2 separate regions of the Anser cygnoides genome follow, and region 2 is linked to region 1. Evidence: chromatin contacts called from public Hi-C data. All regions are on one chromosome and are shown on one strand. The core of a region is the stretch at or near the end of the contact, and the rest is flanking DNA. Distances in the headings are between cores, read along the strand shown.

The links. Hi-C and Micro-C count contacts between places; a contact is called where the count stands out from the background.
Region 2: a Hi-C map of liver shows a contact between it and region 1, with 5 times the contacts expected there. The contact joins the enhancer-like site here to the promoter of LOC106046091 in region 1. A contact is called at or near these places in 2 of 7 Hi-C or Micro-C datasets (both in liver).

What each region holds. Positions count from the first base shown.
Region 1 is chr4:68,842,430-68,846,603 of Taihu_goose_T2T_genome, forward strand. LOC106046091 (probable E3 ubiquitin-protein ligase HERC3) reads left to right here and starts at 2,365. Exons shown (of 25, transcript XM_066996351.1): 1 at 2,365-2,516.
Region 2 is chr4:68,962,765-68,966,938 of Taihu_goose_T2T_genome, forward strand. All of the region lies in intron 6 of FAM13A (family with sequence similarity 13 member A), which reads right to left. Among named protein-coding and RNA genes, the nearest start is that of FAM13A, 60 kb to the right of the region's middle. Within about 2 kb of position 2,362, at least 2 of the 3 cell types and tissues checked have open chromatin away from gene starts, as enhancers often do. A contact at or near this core is called in liver, where this site is marked.

The sequences.
Region 1 (4,174 bases), core at 1,115-3,614:
ATCAAACCTGAGCTAGCACGAAGAAATAAACCTTGGGAGTAGCCTCCAGAGGGAGCTGTGCTCAGTAAAGTGCGTGAAACCAATTTACTTTGGCGTTTTTACTATTTTACACGTTTATGAAAGACCAGCCTTGAAAGTTCGCTGTGAACTCGAAATGTGGCCAATTAGCAATAGGTTTGAGCAACAGATTCCTGACCCCTTGGACAAATTCTGGGCTTCATTTCCTCTTATTATTATTATTATTATTATTATTATTTATTTGATGTCTTCCCCTCCTTGATTGCTCAGAGACAAACAGAGGAAAATGAGTGTTAAGGGACTTTTTACAGATATCTCCAAATGACAAAAGAAATAAAAACAAATGAAACAAACATTTTTTTCCTCTACACTTATTCTAGAAGCTGCTTGTAACACAGTAAGTAGAAGCTATTATGTCATAGGTGCAATTGTACAATAGCAAGTAACTCTTTTCATGCTCAACATGCATGACCCATGCAAATACAGAAAGTGAATTTGTATCTGATAAGTGACAGAGTGCATACTAAGTATACAAACACTGGCCTTTTGTGTCTGATGCATCCTTGCAAAGATCTTTACATGGTTTGCTCAAATACTGACTGTCATTTTGAAAAATGAGAATGAAGACCTACAGAGAGTGGAAGCAAGGACAGATAACCTGGGAGGGATACAGAGACATTGTCTGAGCAGCCAGGGCTCAGGTTAGGAAAGCCAAGGCCCTTTGAGAATTAAATTTGTCCAGGCACATCAAGGGCAACAAGAAAGGTTTCTATAGGTATATCGGTGATAAAAGGAAGACTAGAGAAATTGTGGGCCCTCTTCGGAAGAAAGCGGGAAACCTAGTCACTGGGGATATGAAGAAGGCTGAGGTACTTAATGACTATTTTGCCTCAGTCGTCACTGACAAGAGTTCCAGCCACATGGCCCAGGCCCCAGGAGGCAAAGGCCGGGACTGGAAGAATGAAGAACTGCCCACTGTAGGAGAATATCAGATTCAAGACCGGCTAAAGAACCTGAAGTTGCACAAGTCCATGGGATCTGATGGGATGCATCTGCGGGTCCTGAAGGAACTGGCAGATGCAGTTGCTAAGCCACTGTCCATCATATGTGAGAAGCTGTGGCAGTCCAGTGAAATTTGCAGTGGCTGGAAAAAGGGAAACATAACCCCCCTTTTTAAAAAAGGGAAAAAAGCAAGACCTGGGGAACTACAGGTCAGTCAGTCTCACCTCTGTGCCTGGCAAGATCATGGAGCAGATCCTCCTGAAAACTATGCTAGGGCACATGGAAAATAAAAAGGTGATTGGTGACAGCCAACATGGCTTCACTAAGGGCAGATCATTCCTGACAAATCTGGTGGCCTTCTATGACAGGGTTACAGCACTGGTGGATAGGGGAAGAGCAACTGACATCATCTACCTGGACTTGTGCAAAGCATATGACACTGTCCCCCACGGTATCCTTGTCTCTAAGTTGGAGAGAGACGGATTTGATGGATGGACCACTTGGTGGGTGAGGATTTGGCTGGATAGTCGCATTCAAAGAGTTGCTGTCAACAGCTCAATGTCCAGGTGGAGATCAGTGATGAGTGGTGTTCCTCAGGGGTCAGTATTGGGACCAGCGCTGTTTAGCATCTCCGTTGGTGACATGGACAGCGGGATCAAGTGCACCGTCAGCAAGTTTGCTGATGGCACCAAGCTGCATGGTGTGGTTGAAATGCTGGAGGGAAGGGATGGGACCTGGACAGGCTTGAGAAGTGGGCCTGGGCAAACCTCTCGAGGTTTAACAAGGCCAAGTGCAAAGTCCTGTACCTGAATCTGGGCAATCCCAAGCACAAATAGAGATTGGGAGGAGAATGGATTGAGAACAGTCCTGAGGAGAAGAACCTGGGGGTGTAGGTTGATGAGAAGCTCAACATGATCTAGCAGTGAGTGCTTGCAGCCCAGAAAGCCAACTGCATCCTGGGCTGCACCAAAAGCAGCATGGCCAGCAGGGCGAGGGAGGGGACTGTCCCCCTCTGCTCTGCCCTTGTGAGACCCCACCTGGAGTGCTGCGTTCAGCTCTGGGGAGTGTAGTGATAGGACATGGGGGAATGGTTACATATAAGGAAGAAATTCTTCTCTCAGAGGGTGCTGACGCACCGGCACAGGCTGCCCAGAGAAGCTGTGGATGCCCCATCCCTGGAGGTGCCCAAGGCCAGGCTGGTTGGGGCTTTGGACAACCTATCTAGATGAAGGTGTCCTTGTCCCCTCGACACCTTTGTGCGGAGCGGCTCACTCGCGAAATACTCGCTCCCCTCAGCTGGGGCCGGGGCCGTACCCACGCTGAGGGAAGGGACCAGGCCCAGCCCCGAGCAGCCCGGCCCCGGCGGAGCCGCCCGCCGCCCCGCCCGCCGCCGCCGTAGCGCTGCCGGCCATTGGCAGCCCCGCGCCGCCCCTCCCGGCGGGGGAAGGGGCCGGACTTCCTCGTCGCCGCGGCGGCAGCGGCGGGGCTGGCGGCAGGTGAGCGGGCGGGGGCCGCGGCGCGGCGCGGGGGGCGCCCCTCGGGGCCCGGCCCTGGCGGGGGAGCGGGGCCGCGCGTGGGGCCGCCCAGCCGGGCCCCTCGGGGCTCCCGCAGCCGGCCCGGGCGGAGGGGAGGGCGGCCGGGCAGGGCTGGGGGCTCGTCAGCGCGGCTGCTTCACCGTCGGGGGCGGCTGCCCGGGGGGTGCCGCGCCCGGGGGGCGCAGCCGGCCCTGAGGTGGGCACCGGGGGGGGCCGAGGGCCTGCGGTTTAACTCCTTCGTCGTCGCACCTCGCTGCTTCATGCTCTGGGGCCTGCGCTGGGCTGGGGCAAAAAGGGAGAAGAAAGCGGGCTCGGTGACAGAAGGGAGCGGTACGCCCCTTCGTTGTGGGGCTGCTGGAAAAGGGAGCTGAAATCTCGGAAACGACGGGGAAGGGAAAAGGCTGCTCGTGCCCGCCTTGCCAGCTGGCAGGCCTCTTTGTTTAGGGATCGCTCTGTGCCGAGCGGTGCTTGTTGTGAGCACGGTATTTACCTAACTGGCTCTCCCAGGAAGCGTGCAGTCGCTGTCATGGCTGCAGCTTGTGTGTGTGTTCATGTGAGCACGTGAAGAACCTGCCTATGTCATGACAGCTGTTAGAAAAAAGGACAAAAACCATCTTCTGGTCTCCTGTCACGATCTTACACACACTGTCACGGCTATAGCTTATGCATGTGTTCATATGAGCATGTGAAGAGACTACATGTCATTAAAAAAGGAGCAAAATAAAACATCTCCTGTCATGATCTTACGTGCGCTGTTATTATTTTCCAATAATCCTCTCAGCCACCAGGGTTGGTTCCTCACCAAAGGATGTATGCTTAAGCATGTCAGCTGAGTCTTATTATAGCGAGTCTTATTATAGCGAAGATCTCCCAATCACAGCAGTTCTCCTCAAAAAACTCCCCGCTGTACCGCGTCTCCTTGGCTCTAGCAGTGCTGTGCACATCCTTCAGTGATTCAGGGGTGAGTTGTTCCTGGAATGAGGATGTTGGGAACGTTCCCTCCCCCCCCTTTTTTTTGTGGTTACATACAGGGAGTCTGCAAATGAGCAGTCCTGCTGCATTGCATCCGTTCTTATCTCTAAAACATGCATACAAAGCTGGCTGTGCTGTGACCAGTGAAGAGCGGGAATAGGTGCAGCGGTTGACTCCTTATCTCTTCACAATCCAATTTTAAAAAGGGTCAGGAATTGTAATGCCCTAACTGATGCATTTTAAAGACCTTTTCCTAAGGGCTTGCCCTATAAAAAGCTGGATTTTTATCTTTAAGATGTATCCAGCTGAGTACTAGGAATAACATTGAAAACTCAGGTAAGCGAATATGAATTTTATCCACTTTTGTGTGTATATGTGCATGTCTACGTTATAGCCTACTTGCCGTAGAAGCTTTTTATATACTCATTTTAGTATAAGGAGGATATGTAGAAGGAGTTTGCGGTGTAGGATGGCTATTTTGTTCTTCCGCTGATGTCAGAGGAATAACTGCCTTGACCAGAATGGGAAATGAAGCGTGAATCTTTGTTCAAAGCTCTGTCTTTCTGGACACAGCTCCTGCTCGAACACACGATGTATTAAGGCTTGCAGCAGCTTTGCATGCTGTAGTGGTGGTGGTGGGGTGACAG
Region 2 (4,174 bases), core at 1,112-3,611, 120 kb after region 1:
TTACTTCTTGGCTTCCCTCCTGGAGTAGTGGGAGGATTAGGAGTAGGTTCTTAAAATGTTTTCAGTGAACGCATCAAGTAATGAATGGCTGTGCCAGATATCTGCTGTGGGAACAGGGCTTATCCTGTGTGCTGTGCAGCAGGTCACTAGGTTCTTTGCTTGCACCTGTTAGTTCAATTGCCAGAGCATGGCACAGCAAGAAAACAATGTTGTTTTTCTTGTATCATGTTATTTTCAAAGTGGGCTTCTTCCAAAGCTCTGATAATTTAATGGATTGTGTCTTCTTACTGGGGTTCAGTTATCCTGCGATCACATGGTTGTTGGGGAATGAGTCCCCTTCATTTCTCAAAGGGGCTGCTGCTTTCTTGTCACATGCTTAACATAAGATTTGGGACAAAGAAACAGCTGGGATGATGTTGGAGAGAAGGAGAAAGGCTGACGGGTTTGCAGGCACTTCAAACTGCTGAGTCTGAACAAAGGAGCAGGCCTCACGATTCGTATTTGGTGAATGTGGCTTTTTACTTCACTTAAAGGTAAGCTGCCTTCCTTGTTGGCAAGGAAGGCAGTCTGGCAGAGTTACCCTCTAGGAAAACCCTCTAGAAATAGCTCCTCTTCTTCAGCTAATGACATAACAGAAAGGAATCATCATTTTGCAAGAGTGCCCCATGAGCCCTTCTGGCTCCGAAAACAGATGATGGGAAAAGATGACTGCGCTCAGGCTTGGCGGGACAAACTGACTTTGGCAGGAGGCTCTAAGAGAAGAGTGAGCTGGGTGAGAATAACTTGATCTCTCTGCCTAGAGCTGGAAGACACATCTACCACAGAAGCAAGGGAGATCCTGGCAAAAGGACAAATTTGACTAGATCTATAACAACCTGACTGCATTTGCCTGGAGAACAGCCCTCTCAGGCCAGTCATGGGGATTTTTCCAAACTCAGATGTGTGTACATCAAGAAACATGAATTATTGTTTATGTGCAGCCAAATACAATGATGCTGGGCTCAAGCAGTGTTACCACAAGTACAGCTCAGTGTTGTACCCCTCATTTGCATCATCAGCTTTGAGTCTAACCATTCCATACGTGTCCAAGCTGTGCAAACTTGCTCCTATTCTGCAGCAGGCCAATCTGAACAGTGTTAAAAGTGACACAAGTGAATGACAAAGGAAAAAGAAAAATCATTGTAAGCCTACGTTTAGGTATCAGGAACATCCAGAATGACAAGAGAAAGGCTAAAAGCTTGCAATTGCCCAACCCAAATTCAGAGGCCAGGAAAAAAATCTACTTTTTCCTACCCAAATGAATTAATCAAGTGAAAGCTAACAAAGGTTTAGAGGAAACTTCCTTTAATCTCTGTGATGCTCAGAGGCCTTCACAGAATGGTGGGCACTTTATTTATTTATTTATTTATTTATTTATTCATTCAAATTTAACACTTCCTGGAAGATTTTTTGTTTTGTTTTGTTTTTAAAGGAAGCATATATAAATTTTATAAAATATGGTGCACTGCTAGCTTTACTCCCAACAGAGTAATTGCTCCACTGTGTTTAGGTCAGTCTTGTCAAAGCCTTAATGAGTGGAAGTCATCAACATCCAAGCAGCCTTTAGTAATTTCTTCGCAATTACCCAGTGACCTCTCTTTGTAGTTATCCCTAGTGCAAACACACTGCTTCCAGAATGTGCAGAATGACAAGGAAAACTTTGGTGCAGAAACAGAACTATCTTCGCACCTCCTAAATGCAACGTTTTCAGGACAGGAGGAAGGCACTGAGTCAATACGAGAAAGTGTAATTTGTAGATAAGCAGTCAGTCAGGAATCCCATTCCTCAAAAAAGATAATATGAGAGGAAATCTCTCATGGTGACTGACTGTGAGAGGGGGATTTTACAACACTGAAACTGCTCAGAGACAAACAGATATAGGCAAAGTGACAAGAGCGCTGAGTGACAACCCTGCCCTGCCACCAACAGCCTTTTCTTAAAGTAGACAGCTGACCAATTTGTTTAATACTTTGTTTAAAAATATACACGGGTGTCATGGGAAATCACAGCTAAAGTCCATCAGTCAGTACTGCCAACGTGCTGAATACAACGTCCAAATACACAGTTCTTTCAGCTGAACCGGGAAATTGCAACACCAAATAAGCCTGGCTGAGAACTCACTGACCTCTGTACGCTGATCTTCCTGCAGACTGCCTGCAGGAAGCAGGCTGAGGTCCCCTCTGGGAAGCAGCACAGGAAGGAGCACCTCACAGCTTCAGGTGACTGAAAACTGCTTGCTCTGCAAAGCTACTGGAAACAAGGCACACCATGATGATCTTCCTTAGCTAAACAATGCGCTACACACATCAGGAGACAGGCTAAAGAAGCTATAGGAAAGGGAACTACTCACTCACTGGAGTACAAATAGGTAAAGCCACAGTGCAGAGGTTTTACATCTTCCCTAGATGCCAGTAAGAGAAGTAGTGATGGGTGTTTTGGTTTTTAAAAACACAAATATTAAAAACAAAACAATTTCAAAGCTGGCTTAAATTCCTTATGATCTATGACGTGTTCTCCCATAAGAGACCACCAATCTTTTCGTTTGAAAAGAACTTCAAAATTTCCACAAATATTTGTACCTTATATCCTACAGCAAAAACTTCTACCAGGTACCAGGACGCCACCAGCCTCATGAGATGAGGGGACTTTCTCCTCACAGCTAAAGCAGATAAGAAAGAAATGAACTAGACAAAATAAATAACCCTTCTAGGTGAGAGGGCAATGCATGAGATACATGAAGGGAGCCATTTTTTTTTGCTCGGATATGATTCAGGTTATTACTCAATTACCATGAACTTGCTGTAGTCCCCTACTCTTTTGTAAGGCTGCTGGATGCTGTTCCAGGAAACAGGAAAAGCTAATACGCTTGACTTATGGATTGAAAGAAGAATTTCTGTTTCCCTCTACATCTAATGGCATTAACGAGCTGCTTTTTACAGGTAACGATGGTCAGACCTTTGTTTGGCTTATGATTCTTGCTGCTTCTAAGATGAACCTCCACTTCTGTGGCACAGGTCAGGGGATCAGATGCAAAATGCTCTCCATCCCACAAGCCATAATTTGTCACCAGGTAAATCTTGTATAGAGAGGCAGAAATAAGATAACAAAGTAAATAGGAAGGTTAGAATAGCCTAATGGACAAAACCTAATCTAAGCAGTAACCAGTGCAGGGTGGATGAGAGAGGGCAAATGTTTGAAAAAATAAACTGAAATCCACCCAGGTGACTTGCATGGGAAAAATCTACATAATTACACGTTACTGTGACTGTCATTACATCTGAGTTACGGACAGAGAACTAAGGACAAGCTGAGACCACACCCTGACTCACCATTCACAGTCACCTAGCTTGGAGAGAAACATAAATCACATCTTTGTGGCTGTCTTTAAAAAAAAAAAAAAAGAAAGCTTTTCTTAACAACTCATTCTGTAATGCAGTTCCTAGTGCCAGCATCTCATGATGCAAGAAAGAAGGGAATTGATTGCATAGGAGGGTGGAGACAAATGTGCTTTTAAAGTGAAATGAGTCAGCTTGGAAAAACTAACTCAACACAACCTAAAGAGAGAAAGGGACAAACAGCAAAAATACCATAGATAAAGAAGTCCCCTCCAAGGGCTCAGAGCAGGGCCCACCAGAGGCTGCTGCTGAACGATGCAGAAGGTAACCGCCATCACCACTGCCTCACCAAATTCTCTCTAGACCTTTGTTCCTTTCCTGAGCAGTTTTCTCGAAGAATCCAGGGCTTTCATGAGGCAGCCCCGTCTGCTGTTTGGCTGTGATCCCTTATGTAAACCTGGCAGCAAGGCTCCTGAGTGATAAGGCAAATTATTACTTTGGATAGGGACTGAATGTACTGCCATGACAGGCTTCAAAAACAAAACAAAACAAAACAAAAAACACGCAACAAAACAAGCCAAAACAAAAATAGTCAGCTAAGCAGACAGCACCAGCCCTCCTGCTTGATTTGTTCTGGCAACAACAGGAACCCAAGTTCTTATCACATGCCAGAGAATAATGGTAAGTTTTGGCTTGCCTTGGTTTTAAACCCCAGCTGCTAAAAGGAAAGCCAACAAACAGGGAAAGTGTTTATAGTAAGCACAACCTTCTCGGTGTACAACTACATGTGTTTTCATACC